Linked DNA regions of Mus musculus: all the other regions are linked to region 3. A link is a contact called in public HiChIP or PLAC-seq data. All regions are on one chromosome and are shown on one strand. Each heading gives the region's core, a stretch centred on a gene start, on an enhancer-like site or on the middle of the called end of the contact. The rest is flanking DNA. Distances are from core to core; before and after follow the strand shown.

The links. HiChIP or PLAC-seq counts read pairs in DNA pulled down with a chosen protein or histone mark.
Region 1: a contact with region 3 is called in an HNF4G HiChIP or PLAC-seq map of pancreatic cancer cells. The contact joins the promoter of 2310011J03Rik here to the promoter of Hcn2 in region 3. A contact is called at or near these places in 1 of 115 datasets of contacts at active chromatin or transcription factors (pancreatic cancer cells) and 1 of 9 other capture datasets (embryonic stem cells).
Region 2: a contact with region 3 is called in a FOXA1 HiChIP or PLAC-seq map of pancreatic cancer cells. The contact joins the promoter of Ndufs7 here to the promoter of Hcn2 in region 3. A contact is called at or near these places in 1 of 39 promoter capture datasets (pre-B cells) and 1 of 115 datasets of contacts at active chromatin or transcription factors (pancreatic cancer cells).

The regions. Positions count from the first base shown.
Region 1 is chr10:80,318,494-80,322,815 of GRCm38.p6, forward strand. 2310011J03Rik (RIKEN cDNA 2310011J03 gene) reads right to left here and starts at 2,055. Exons shown (of 2, transcript NM_025521.3): 1 at 1,690-2,055; 2 at 1-1,054. The coding sequence starts at 1,819. The coding sequence ends at 855. It overlaps Pcsk4 (proprotein convertase subtilisin/kexin type 4), which reads right to left. Exons shown (of 15, transcript NM_008793.2): 13 at 4,231-4,322; 14 at 3,588-3,716; 15 at 2,790-3,458. The coding sequence ends at 3,313.
Region 2 is chr10:80,248,190-80,252,667 of GRCm38.p6, forward strand. It overlaps Ndufs7 (NADH:ubiquinone oxidoreductase core subunit S7), which reads left to right and starts at 1,260. Exons shown (of 8, transcript NM_029272.4): 1 at 1,260-1,302; 2 at 4,208-4,244. The coding sequence starts at 1,287. It overlaps n-TFgaa3 (a tRNA gene), which reads right to left and starts at 847; the gene lies at 775-847. n-TNgtt7 (a tRNA gene) reads left to right here and starts at 970; the gene lies at 970-1,043.
Region 3 is chr10:79,715,191-79,719,989 of GRCm38.p6, forward strand. It overlaps Hcn2 (hyperpolarization-activated, cyclic nucleotide-gated K+ 2), which reads left to right and starts at 1,444. Exons shown (of 8, transcript NM_008226.2): 1 at 1,444-2,029. The coding sequence starts at 1,479.

The sequences.
Region 1 (4,322 bases), core at 805-3,304, 600 kb after region 3:
AGCTGCACTGGTCAGGGCAAGTTGGACCCCGTGACCGCCAGGAATGTGGAGTGTCAGGAATGATGTAGCCACAAGCTAAGGCCACTTCTGACAAAACAGTTCCAGCCAGCTTGGGACCCAAGGAGGCAGGTGTGGTAGCTAGCGCCTGAGCTGCCAAGGGGTGGCAGGGGGCTTGGGTACCCAGTGATCTAGCCTGGCTTAAGGGAGAACTGTGTTCAGGCATCAAACATCTTTAATCTTCCAGAACTAAAGTCCAGCCACCCCAAGAGTGGTGGGTCTTCTGCAAGAAGGCAAACTAAACCCCAGATCCAGAAGGGGCAACATTCACCACACACAGGGACCTGGCCTTTGAGTTCCTCTTGGACCCCTGGGCTCCCCAGAATGGAAACTCCCTTGATGAGTCTCCCCGGCCCCAGGGAGAACTGAGAAGGCAGTGTAGCCCTAGAGGGCCTGAGCCAGGCTCTATGAAGCGTGCAGCTAGCCCATTCTCTCAACCAAGATGCCAGTGGCTGGCCTGCTGTGGATGCTGGGGATGAAGACCTTCACTGCCCAGGGTGACATGGGACAGAAGAGCACACCGGTCACTATGGGGCAGACTGGCTTTGAGCCCCGACCTGCAATCAAGTCCTTGATGCAATTTAGGCCAGTGTCCCCATAATGAGGAGGTGGCCATGTCCCTAAGTCCCATCATGAATTAGAGGCCATTAAGGATGGAAGAGGGAACAAAGCTGCTAGCTGGCAAGGTGGGCCACTGGGTCTCCCCGGGCCAGGGTTGGGACAGCAAATGTTGACCCAGAGCCTCTGGTTGCTAGGTGCCCAGGCCTGGACCAAGGACATCAGGTGTAACTTCGGCTCTAGGAGGTGGCTGAAGTCACCTGGCTGATATCCTGTTCCAGCCGCTGACCAGCTTGCCGAAGGCCATCGAACTTCTGTCTCAGAGCTTCCCCCGCCTGCCGCAGCCTCTCATTCATAGCCACGTAGGCCCGGCTCTGTTGGTAGATCTGCTCCTGCTGGATCTCAGAGTCCTCAGCCCTTGGGGATGGGTCTGGGGGGTCTGAAGAGAAGAAACAGTGTCACCATCCCCAGGCCTGACATCCACCAACCCAGAGGCAAGAGGATCAGTGGTTCAAGGTCATCCTTGGCTACATGGTGAGTTCGAGGCCAGCCTGGGCTATATAGGCCTATTAGGCACTAGAAAACAAGACTCAGTTTCAGGTTTTGGTGTCATGGAGAGGACAGGACACCTCCAGCCACCCTGGCCTGCCGTTCTACCCAGGACTGCCTGGATTCCTGGATCCTAGGCCAGGAGTCGCAGATATGGCCCCTGCAAGTACTCTGGCCCCCCATTAATTTGTAGGAGCAGCTGGCCACGCCCCTCTGAGACAAGGTCTTGAACTCACAGCAATCCTCTTGCCCTAGACCCGGGTTGGCAGCACTTTCAACTTTTTTTTGTTTTTGTTTTTCGAGACAAGGTTTCTCTGTGTAGCCCTGGCTGTCCTGGAACTCAGTCTGTAGACCAGGCTGGCCTCGAACTCAAAAATCCGCCTGCCTCTGCCTCCCAAGAGTTCGGAGCACTTTCAATTTTATTTCTGATGATCTTTCTTTGCAGGGGAAGAGAAGGGCAGGGACAAAAAAGATTCGTCCCTGCAGTCGGTTTGCTCCCCACTCGGGAGTCTCACGTTCTCCTACCTTCCGGGGCCAGGGCAGTGAAAACAGGATCTTGAGCGGGTGCCCCTCGCACGTCCTCCAGGATCTGCTCCACCGTGGGAGGCGCGGGGCGAGTGGGCAGTACCACGCGTTTCTTCGCCTTGGAGTTCATCTTGTAGGTGGAGCGCGCGCTAACTGGGGGTCCACTTTCGGCTCGGCCCGCCCACCTCGCGAACTCCTACGCACCCCTTACAGACCTGCGCCGAGGTCCCTACCCCGTCTCGCTTTCCCTCCTCCCGGAACCTCGGAGTTTGGCTCGATCTCCGCGCCAGTTTGCTCTTGGAACACCCCGCTGCCTATCTTCGTTCCAAGAACCTAGGCGGCCGCCACCGCTTCCGCTTCCTGCTTGAACGCCACTACGTTCCGGCACTTCCGGTCCACTCCAGCGCCACGCCTCGCGAAACCCCTCCCCCGTCTTAAAGAGCCCTAAGCCTAGATGCTCCTAGTTGCTATCCAGTAAGATCAGAAGGAACTCTGCCCTCCTTCACCGCGTGTGGTGGGAGGAAAGGGGTGAACGTGATTTCGAGAGTAATCAGTGTACAACCATTGCCAGGTACACAGTGGGCGCTCAATAAATGCTGGATGGAACCTAGCCACAGGCTTTGCTTCCTTGTGGTAGACCTTTAACTCAGTACTTTAATCTCAGTACTGTGAGGCAGAGGCAGGCAGACCTCTGTGAGTTCAAGATCATCTTGGTCAATATGGGGAATCCCAGAACAGCCAGGACTACACAGTGAGACCCTGTCTCAAAAGAGCAGTGGGAAAGCCGGGCAGTGGTGGCGCACGCCTTTAATCCCAGCACTCGGGAGGCAGAGGCAGGTAGATTTTTGAGGCCAGCCTGGTCTACAAAGTGAGTTCCAGGACAGCCAGGGCTAAACAGAGAAATCCTGTCTCGAAAAACCAAAAAAAAAAAAAAAAAAAAAAAAAAACCAGTGGGGGATGGGGGAGCGAGCTAGCTTCCTGTTCATGGCTGTATGGTAATTCAGCACTTGGCAGATCTGGGCTCAGAGCAGTCTTCCTCTGTGGGTCCTTATTCCTCCAGGGGCCCACCCTACCCTCAAGGACACCATAAACTCGACATCTTCTGTTTAACTTTTATTTGGCAACTATGAGGTTAGACATGGGGCTATGGATGGCTTGGAGACAGGGAAGGGGCAGATGATTGGTGGCTGTGGTCTGACCTCTTGCCCACTGTACCTGCTCCAAAATGAGTAAGGACACATCTCTTCCACTGGGAGCAGCTGAGGCTGAGCGGTGGGCTGTCACCTGACCCATGCAGCTGCTCTGCCCTGGCCTTCTGGGGCAGGCTTCTCTTCCAGCCTGAGAGCAGGACCTTGGGGTACCGGCCTTCTGTCCTGACAGCCAGGCATCTCTGGCTCTCCAGCCTCCAGGGATCTGTGCATGCATGGTTTTGGGCACTGGGGTATCTAGCCTGGGGCAGGTGGGCCTTCCTCAAGCCGAGGGGCCTCCCAAAGGCCCTGGCCAGCAGAGCCAGCACCATGGCCCAAGACTGGTAGCTGGGGGGCCACCAGAGGTGGCAAGCCTTGGAGGGGCTCTGGAGCTCTCCCAACACAAGGGACAGGGGACAGGCAGTGTAGTCGCTGCTCAGGCTGCTGCAGCAGGTGTAACAGGAGGGTGACAGCTGGCCTGTCCTTCGGTCACTGGCTGCTGTGGGTGGCTGTAGAGCCACCACCACTGCTGGCTGGAGATGAGGCAGAGTCCTGCCAGGATGGAGAGGGGACTGTGACTTTCTGCATAGGGACAACATGGAAACAGAAGGAGTGAGGCTGCAGCTGGTGGGTGCAGCCGGTGCCCACCTGCCCATTCCGGGCCGCTGCGCCTCCTCACCCAACAAGTGACCATGCGCTGCGGCCACTCACCCTGGCACAGCCCCTCTGTGTCCCTCTGCACACATGCGCGCGCGCGGCTGGTCACCTGGGGGGCCTGGGGCCGTGCTGTCATGTCCTCGGCCGTCCCATACAGCAGCAGGGTGTAGTAGTACAGAGTTCCTGGGCGGGGGTCGCAGTGGGCACCAAGGGGGACACCTGTCATTGGCCTGCCGGGCTCTGTAGCCAGCCTCACTGTCTCCCAAGCAGGGCCCCGTAGCAACTGTACCTACTATGTGCTAGTGGCCACACCACCTCACATCTCCCAGGTAGGTGGCACCTGGTTTGCACTGGTCAGACCATCCCCACAGTTGCTACACATCTACTGTGTGCCAGTGGCCAGACCCACTTCTCTTAGGTGACTGCACCTACTGTGTGCCACTGTGCTCAGAGTGCCCCGCTCCTTTAAGTTACCTTAAACCTAATTTACAAACCCTCACTTTCCCCACAGGTCAGATTCTCCTCACTCCCTCACACTCCCCCCATAGCTGTACACCTACTATTGCCCGTCTACTGTGTACTAGAAAGGCATGGTTTCTCCAAGAAAACCCCTAGGATCCTCTATGGCTGAGGGTCAACCAAGGCAGGGTCCCCAGCTCCAAAGCTCGCAGCCCACAGCCACAGCCAATTCTCTCACCTGTGTTAAAATAGTAGCCCTTATTCTCCAGGCCCAGGGTCCACAGGCCCTGCGGGTCCTCATCCCAGTAGTGAGTGGACATGAAGATCCAG
Region 2 (4,478 bases), core at 10-2,509, 530 kb after region 3:
GGACTCCTAACTCTCCTGCCTCAACCTCCCCAGGGCTGGAATGACAGGCACGCCACACATGCCTTGTTTATGTGGTGCCGAGGTGGAACCAGGGTCTTCTGCGTGATAGGAGAGAGTGCTCACTAACCACCTACATTTATTCATTTTACTTTATTATTTTATGTGTGGGTGTTTTGACTGCATGCATGCCTGGTGCCTGGAGAGATCAAAAGAGCCATCAGAGACCCATGAATTGGAGTTTTAGAAGGTTATGGGATGCTGGGAATTGAATTCCCATTCTTTTGAAAGAGGAACCAATGCTCTGCTGAGCCATTTTAAAAAAATGTTACCTTTGGGAGGCAGAGGCAGGTGAATTTCTGAGTTCAAGGCCAGCCTGGTTTACAGAGTGAGTTCCAGGACAGCCAGGACTATACAGAGAAACCCTGTCTCGAAAAACCAAAAAAGAAAAAAAAAAAAAAGTTACTTAACAACATCATTACCAACAACAATAATAATTTTGGCTTTTTGAGAGGAAGAACTTGTCCTCGTACACATCCTCCTGCTTCTCTGGGGTGCTAGTCTGACAGGTGTGTAAACAATTCACCCCGATACTTTTACATTTCATAGTCAGTAATGGCTTTAGACCTATTAATTGGAAGAATGCAGGACTGATTGCTAATATGTAAATAGAACGTAAAAGTTCAACATTGGATTGGACTAATTCAAGACTGTGGTTCAAAACGAATCAAAAATCTCAAAAACGGAAGACAGGTTCATCAATGAGTTAAAAACACTTGCCGAAACCCGGGATCGAACCAGGGACCTTTAGATCTTCAGTCTAACGCTCTCCCAACTGAGCTATTTCGGCGACGCGCTGTTTGTCGGTAACACCCTCCCTCCGCCCCGTGCCATTGCTTTAGCGCGCAAGCGCACTTCACAATTTGTCTGTCAAACCTTGTAGGGTTATACTATAAGCAGCTGACTAATGTCGTCTCTGTGGCGCAATCGGTTAGCGCGTTCGGCTGTTAACCGAAAGGTTGGTGGTTCGAGCCCACCCAGGGACGACCACAGCGACTTTTTCATTCCCTAATACTGAATAAAGTGGAAGTTCTTTATTTTGTCGCTGTTTCCTGTTTGTCACAGGACGACCGTGGCGCACTCTGCGCGGACGCGACCACAGGTATAAAGCGGGTCAGAACCACTCGGCTTGTGGTGCGGGTTTCCGCTGGTGTCTATTTGGGCGTTGGACTAGAACCGGAACTCTTTGGAGGACGGACCGCAGAGGTTGTCTGAAGGCCGAGGCCAAGATGGCGGCGCTGGCGGGTGAGTGAAGCCCTTGCGGTCGGGAGAGTGGCGTAGTCCTGGGCTCCGAGCTGGCGCTGCGGGGACCTTGGAGCCCAAGCCTAGTGTTGAGAGGCGTTGGGACCGTAGAGACCTATAGGTCAGATCCCAGCCCTCGGTAATGTCGGTGTCTAGCATTAGGCCGAAGCATGTTTGAATTCACGTTACACAGTTCTGCATGGTCTACATAGCAAGTTGCAGGCCTCCTGCTATCGTCCCTGATTATAGTCGGGAACGCTGAGGCCTGTGTATCTTCCAACCTCAGGAAGCTGACTGCAGAAACCCGGCTGATGTCCCCGAAGCACAGAGTGGGACAGGGGAGAGGCCCAGGACACTTAGGCCACCCACCCGGTGGCTCTTTCCATCTCATCCCCAACCTGGACAGCTAGCAAGGGCCTCTAGAGCAGATGTCTTAGTTTCCCTGCCAAAGCTTTGGTGTCTTTCTCTTTATGTACAGGGATTAAACACCTGTGCAGTTTGGTAGACGTGAGCGACAGTTGCTAAGTGGAACCTCCCATCGCCTAGCAGGTTGCAGTGTTAACATAAGGAGTGGGAGAACTCAGGAAGTCGGGTCTAACTCCTTCTGTGTTTTGTTGTTGCTTTGAGACAGTGTCTGATGGGTCCTAGCTCAAACTCTATACTGTGGGTGATCTTGAAGGCTTCATCCGAATGCCTTCACTGCTAATGCTGGGATGGCAGGTGTGCACAGTCAAGCCCATTTATACAGCACCAGGGATGGAACTAAGAGCTTGGTGCATGCCAGGCAGGGACTCTGCCAACACAACTCCAGCCCCAAATGCCTGCTTTGGAGACAGGATCTCATGTATAAGAGGCTGACTTTGAACTCCTGATCCTCCAGGCTCTGACCCCAAATACTAGGATGACAGACTTACTACTATACCCAACATTATTTTTTCTTTTAAAGATAGGGTCTTCCTGTGTGGCCTAGAGTCATATCAAACTCATGTTCCTGCTACAGTCTCTCATTGCTGGGGTTACAGACCCCACCACTGTACCCAGCCCAGCTGTGATGTAGCCCCCTTGAAGAGTGGAGGGCTTGGTGATTCGTGGTGTTGACTGCTGGCGCCTGAATTCACTCAGGCTCAGCTGTGATCTTGCTGGTGACAGTTAATAGACCTTACTGTGGTCCTATTTGAAGGAGAAACTAACACCTTAGAGACAACAAGGAGGATGTTTGCTGTAAGGCATTGTACTGTACAGCTGTGATCCCATCCCTTGGGACGCTGAGGCAGGATGAGCCTAGCCTGGGCTATACTGGATCCCTGCTTCAAAAGAAGGGCACTAAGATTTCTGGGAGTTCCAGGCCGGCCATGGATACATAGTAATACCATTTTAAAAGGCAGGAAGAGGAGGAGGCCTGGAGATGTGGTCCAGTGTTAAAACATTCACTGAATGTGTTCAGGGCCCCACATTTCATTCCCAGCATGACAGCACAGAAATCTGGTCTGAGCCAGACTTGTGCTTCATGCAGTCCTAGCTGCTCAGAAGGCTCTCCTGAGGTCAGAGTTCAGAAGCAGCTTAGGCAACACAAAGAGACCCTATGCCAGTTAAAACAAACACCTGCTGCTGGCACCTCCAGCCACTTAGTAGGGCATTTACTTTGCTGAAAGTTTATCCAAAGCCTTAAGTTTTTAGATGGGGAAGATCAGGCCTGGTGTGTGCCACTCAGTCAGAAAGTCTAGAGTCTGCAGTAGTCTGTCTTTGGTCTAAGCAGTCGTGACCTTGGGAAGCAGTAGCCCTGAGCAAGGCTGAAGTCAGTGAGGAGGGCTGAGGCAGAAGAAGGAGTGTGGAAAGCCACCGTCAGCCCAGCCCCGAGTGTGGGAGGCAGGATAATCCCCATGTCATGGTGGGTGTCTCTCTCCCAGTCCCACCTTTCTGTCATGGAGGGGCAGTCCCAGATGAGACCCCCTCCCACTTTCTTCCTCCAAGACAGGATCTTGCTATGTAATTCTAGCTGACTGGAACTTGGTATGTAGACCAGGCTAGCTCGAACTCACAGAGCTCCCTCCACCTTCCTCTGCATCCTGAGTGATGGGATTCAAGGTGTGCACCCCCAAGCTTGGTCCCAGATGACAGAAATTTATCTTGTATTCCTTGAACTTGGAGTCCAAGATCAGAGTGTCACAGGGCTGGGGTTTCGTGAGCTCACAGATATGACCCCCTCTATCCTCATGAGGCTATCCTAGTCATCTTTATATCCTACCCGTGGTTGGTTTTGTTTGTTTTTGTGTTTTTAAATGCTGTTTGGGATTTTCTAGAGTCTGTTCCCATGTAAGCCAGGCTGTTCTAGGACATGCAGACCCCTGCCTCTGTCTCCAAAGTGCTAGGATGACAGTTGTACATCTTCAGACCTGACCCACACCCGCCCTTACAAAGAATATCCATCCTGCTATGTCTGGGCACATCTTAGTGACCTCATTGTAGCTTTTTTTTTTGCCTCTGGAAAGGCTTATGCATACAATGACATTCCGTTCTGAGATGCTGGGGCAACATGCTCATACATACAGTTGCATTCCAAGGTGCTCAGATAAAGATTCCAATACATAAGCAGTGAGGGCATGGCTCCATCCTGGCTCAAAGCTGCCTGCCATGTCTCTCTTCCTTTTAAAAAGTCCCCTTGGTTGAGTCCTGCCATGTGGGAAGGGCCTGCTATGTGCAAATGTAGAACAGGCTGTTCAGAAGCAGCTGACTTGGGTCCTGGGGTAGAGAAGTGAGACATGGGAGATAGAGGGAAAGGTGACTTACAAGGGAAGTTAGGTAAGAGGGAGAGTGTGTTGGAGCCCTCCAGGGTAGGATTGGGACTAGAACCTGGACCCCTCCTGGGGACTAAACTGTTAGGCTCAGGGTTCTGTGTTTCTCTCTCTAGCTCCTGGCCTGCTCTCTGTACGGATCCTGGGTCTGCGGTGAGTGTGTCGCCTGTCTGTCACAAGGCTAGATCTAGCTGGGTGTCAGTGAACAGCATGAAGCTGCAGGGCTTGGAGCTGGGAGGGTCCCCCAGCAGTGGCTAGTGAAGAGAATGTTCGGTTTAGTGGGGGGTTAGTGGTACGTCCAGGTGTCCTCACATGGTATGCAGGGATTGTCTGGGAAGGCAGTGGCCAAGGCAGAATAGTATTGTCCACAAGCTTGGGGCCCTCGTA
Region 3 (4,799 bases), core at 194-2,693:
CCCTTCATCTGGAACAGGCATGTGCCCTGGGGCGGAGCAGCCTGGCACTGTCAACTGTGATGTTCAAAAGTGGAGGCCAGAGGGGTGCCAGGGGCAGCTCCAGAGTCCCCGGGGTCGGGGCAGCCCATCTGTGTCAGATGAGGGCATGCAGCTGGCATGGCACATCCAACATCACTGGACACCTACTGTGAGCAGACAGAAGTCATAGCCCCATTCTTGAGACACTCAACCAATAGCTAAATATGAGGTCAGGCCAGAAACAGTGAAGGCTGTAGGGACCTTGATGACCCATAAAGGGCTGGAAGGGTCCAAGAGAAGTTAAGAGGGACCCAGAAGATCTAAAAGGGTCTAGAAAGGGTCCAGAAGCATCCAGGGGAGTTTGTAAAAGGTCAGAAGGATTTAAGTGAACTTAGGGTCCAGGGAAATAAGGGAGAATCTAAGGATGCCCAGAGGGGACATAAGAAGGTCCCAAGAGTCTCCTGAATGAGAACTTTCTTCCCACCAGTTCACAGCTATTCTTCCCCTGTATTTCCTCCCTTCTCCCCAACATCCTGTCATAAAATCCTCTCCACTCTTTGGTGAAGAAGGGTGGGAATTTAGAGTCAGAACTAGTGTCACCTGGCTCCAGCCTCAGGCCACAGCCTTAGGACCCCCAGGAGCCAATGTCTCCCCGGACCTGGGGTAAAGTGTGGAATGTAACTGATGCCTGAGTCAAGGTGGCAGAGAGTAGGGGTCGGGTATATGTACAGAGGCAGAAGTTGAACCAGGATCCCCTGGAGACCGCTAAGGACTACCTAACCTGGGATCCTCACTTTTTAAGGGAGAAGTCGCCAGAAGCCACAGGAGTCTTGCTACTGTTTTTGTTGCCTGACCATGCCTCAGTTTCCCCACAAGTAGGGCTTGGAGATGGGCTGAGATTAGAACCCAGAATGATCTCAGCCCTTCTCACAAATATTCATAGGTTTCTGCCTTGGAGGCGGTGAAAGCGACAGAGCCAGAGATATGGTAGCCTCCGGGAACACACTTTTATTATGGAATCTGCCACCTTGAACCGAGAAAGGAGTTGGCACCCGAGGGGTGAGCGTCAGCGGTTGCCCCGCCCGCGGTGTCCTCGAGATCGCGGAGGAACCCCAGAGTGGACCAGGGCTTGGTCTGCATCGTGCGTCAAGGCAGGGGCCCGCCGGCTGGGCTCTGTGACCTTGGGTTCGTCCTTGGCCTCAGTTTCCCCCTGGGGAACCGAGCCTGAGCGCATCTCCAAGGTCTCAAGGGGCTGACTGACCTTGAGCCTGCTTGCTGGCCAGAGCCTCAGTTTCCCCATCCATCCCTGTGTGGGGTGAGGGTGGTTCAGGTGGAGGCGGGGCTCCCGCCCCCGCCCCTCCCCCGCAAGCAGAGGCTCCACCCCCGGCTCCGCCCTCCCTCGGGCTCGGCCGGCGGCGGCGGCGGCCGCTCCGCTCCGCACTGCCCGGCGCCGCCTCGCCATGGATGCGCGCGGGGGCGGCGGGCGGCCGGGCGATAGTCCGGGCACGACCCCTGCGCCGGGGCCGCCGCCACCGCCGCCGCCGCCCGCGCCCCCTCAGCCTCAGCCACCACCCGCGCCACCCCCGAACCCCACGACCCCCTCGCACCCGGAGTCGGCGGACGAGCCCGGCCCGCGCGCCCGGCTCTGCAGCCGCGACAGCGCCTGCACCCCTGGCGCGGCCAAGGGCGGCGCGAATGGCGAGTGCGGGCGCGGGGAGCCGCAGTGCAGCCCCGAGGGCCCCGCGCGCGGCCCCAAGGTTTCGTTCTCATGCCGCGGGGCGGCCTCCGGGCCCTCGGCGGCCGAGGAGGCGGGCAGCGAGGAGGCGGGCCCGGCGGGTGAGCCGCGCGGCAGCCAGGCTAGCTTCCTGCAGCGCCAATTCGGGGCGCTTCTGCAGCCCGGCGTCAACAAGTTCTCCCTGCGGATGTTCGGCAGCCAGAAGGCCGTGGAGCGCGAGCAGGAACGCGTGAAGTCGGCGGGGGCCTGGATCATCCACCCCTACAGCGACTTCAGGTGCCGCCTCCGGGAGGGGCCCGTCCTTGGCGCGCCCGGGAGAGGGCGGGGCGCCACGTCCCGGATGGTGACCTCGGGGTGGTGGCAGTTCGAGTCACCGGGCCGAGGATGGGGGGTAGTCCCCTCGCGGTGACCTCGGGCTCGACCCGGACCCACCCCCGAGGGACCCTGGTGTGCAGAGGGTCCGCCCTTTTGGAGGCCTGGAGTGAGGGGGTCCTTGGCGCTCCCCCTCCCGCGCGCCCTAGTTGCAGTGGGCGAGAACCGCGGCCTCAGGGCCAGGGTCTGAGCGCATAGGGGTGGAGAGGACGAATAGAGGGGAACGTGGGTGCCCGTAGGCCGCGGAGCAGAAATGAGGGTGGAAAGATGGGTAGAAAGGAGAAAGGAAGAAAAAGGAGGAGGAAGGAAAAGAAGGGAAGGAAAGAAGGAAGAAATAAGGAAGGACGCATGGGAAAGGACGCGCTCGGGAGGCCTCGGGGAGGGCGTTATTAAGCGGGCGCCTCGCGTTCCCACGGTCTCCACTTGCGCCCGGGGCGGGCGCGTTCCGAGTACCCACACATCCCGGGTGTGTGGCTACGGACGTGGCCTGAGTTGGCTGCTGCGTGCAGCGAAAGAAGCTGGCGTAGGGCCATGACCCGAGTGTTTGCGTCTGTCTCTCCTTTCCGAGCGAGCTTGTGATGTGATGCCCGAGAGGGTCCTGGGGAGGCGTGTTTCGGTGGATCAAGGGGAGGCGTGTCCCTAGAGGTGTGGCTGGTGGGTCTCTAGAAGTACCTGTTGGGATGCTAGCTGTGCGCGCGCGTGTGTCCCGAGTGGGTGTACACTCGAGGGCCATAGGGAGAGCTGCGTGCAAGGGATGCAGGCTAATGACCCTATCTGCGGTGACAGTTAGGGTGCAGATTTGAAGACAGGATGCTTCCCTATCCCGAAAACTGTAGCTTGAAGTTTCAGGACCACGGACAGCTCCAGGACCTGTGGCGGCTCCTGCTTGTCCCTTCTCCAGTGCTTGATAATTGAGCAAATAGAGGCCCACGAACAACCTCCCTGAGACCAGAATGCCACCTTTACCAGGAACCTAGGTGTGGGGAAGATGCCCAGGGGTTAGAGCCAACAGGATTTGTTCTTGAATACCCTAGCCTGAGTGCCTTATGCCCAGGTTAGAGGTGGGGACATAAGGCCACCCTTAGGCTTGGGTTCTTGCCTGCAGTCCTGACCTGTGGCTGGTTTGAAGGTGCGTGGGAATGGGAGGCTTTGAGAAGAAACTGAGCTCCTACCTTGAGGCCTTGTGGGTGCAGGTGCTAGCCGGGCCCTGTGCATGCTGTGGCTGCCATAGCCCTCAACTATGGAGAGATTCACAGACCAAGAGTCTTGCCCGGAGAACCAGAGCAAACAGAAGGGGAGCAAGGGTGTACCTGGGGTTAGAGGAGTCAGTGTGGCCATCAAAATTCAAAGCTAGTACTTGGGGCCACCCACCTTTCATGTCTGGGGACTTGTGGCCCTTCCAGAACTTTCTGATTAAATGTTGACCAAGATGGTCTCCAGAGCCTCTAGGGGCTGTTGGAAACACCAAGTGTGTTGTCGCCTAAAACATTGATTGATTGGATGAAGTCCAGGTTAGCCCTCTACTGATGAACCCTGCACACCCTCAGCCCACTTTCTACTTTTTGTTCTGAGACAGAATTTCACTGTGTTGCTCAGCGGCCTTGAATTGAGCATCCTCCTGCCTCAGTTTCCTGAGTAACTGGGATAACAGGTGTGTACCACTAAGCCCAACAGTATTAATTGAACATTAAAAAAAAAAGAAGAAGATCCTACCCCGAGGATAGGAAAAGTCGTTCAGACATTGTTATACCTCAGGTGGGCAATATCTATGTACATAATATGTGTATTTTTTAATTCCTTATGCCGAGTAGTGGGCAGGGATCTTCCATCCCTACCCAGGGACTGGGCAGCTCCCCGTGTTGGCTCTGACTTGGTTCCCTAGTGGCTCAGTCCTGTGACTTGGCTGGCATGCCTGACATCTGGATGGGACTTTGGTGACTAGGTTGGTGACTTTGTCTCCCTGCCCGGCAGGAGGGAGAGGGGGAGTCATTGCAAACAGCAAGGGAGGCAGGGCTGTGGGATGTCAGGGCCTTTGGGTATTGGTTGCCTGCGGCATGCAGTCTACAGGGACCCAGAGGAGCCAGGTTCTTGGCAGAATTCCATCCTAGAGTCCCCGAGGACTCAGGGTGCCTGGAGATCACTTTAGGCCTTTCTGCCTCAACTTCTCATGACTCGAGGAGGTTGTGGTGTGGGGGACGGGGACAGGTGTCTGATGTGTCTGGAAGGATCTTCTAGTATTTCAATCTTTATTCCATTTACATATTGTGTCTGGGGACACCATGGTACTTACGTGCTGTTAGTCAGAAGGCAGGATGCAGAGCCAGCTCTCTCCTAACTCGTGGGTCCTAGGATCCAATCAGTTCATCAGGTTTGGTGGTAGGCATTTTTATTCAATGAGCTATCTCATTGCTCCCAGGTTTTTTTTCCTGGGGTGGTCCTGGGTCTCCTGATGCTCAGGCTTGTCTTAAACTCACTCTGATGGAGGATACCCTTGAACTCCTGACCCTCCTGAGTGCTAGGGAGGAGATAGGAATGGTCCACCATGCTCAGTTTCTGTGTTGCTGGAATTGTGACCCAGGCTTTGTGCATGTTAGAAGAGTGTGCTACCCACTGATGTCCCAATTTGAGATCTCATTCTGTAGCCCAGGCTGACCTCCCACTTACGGCAATCCTC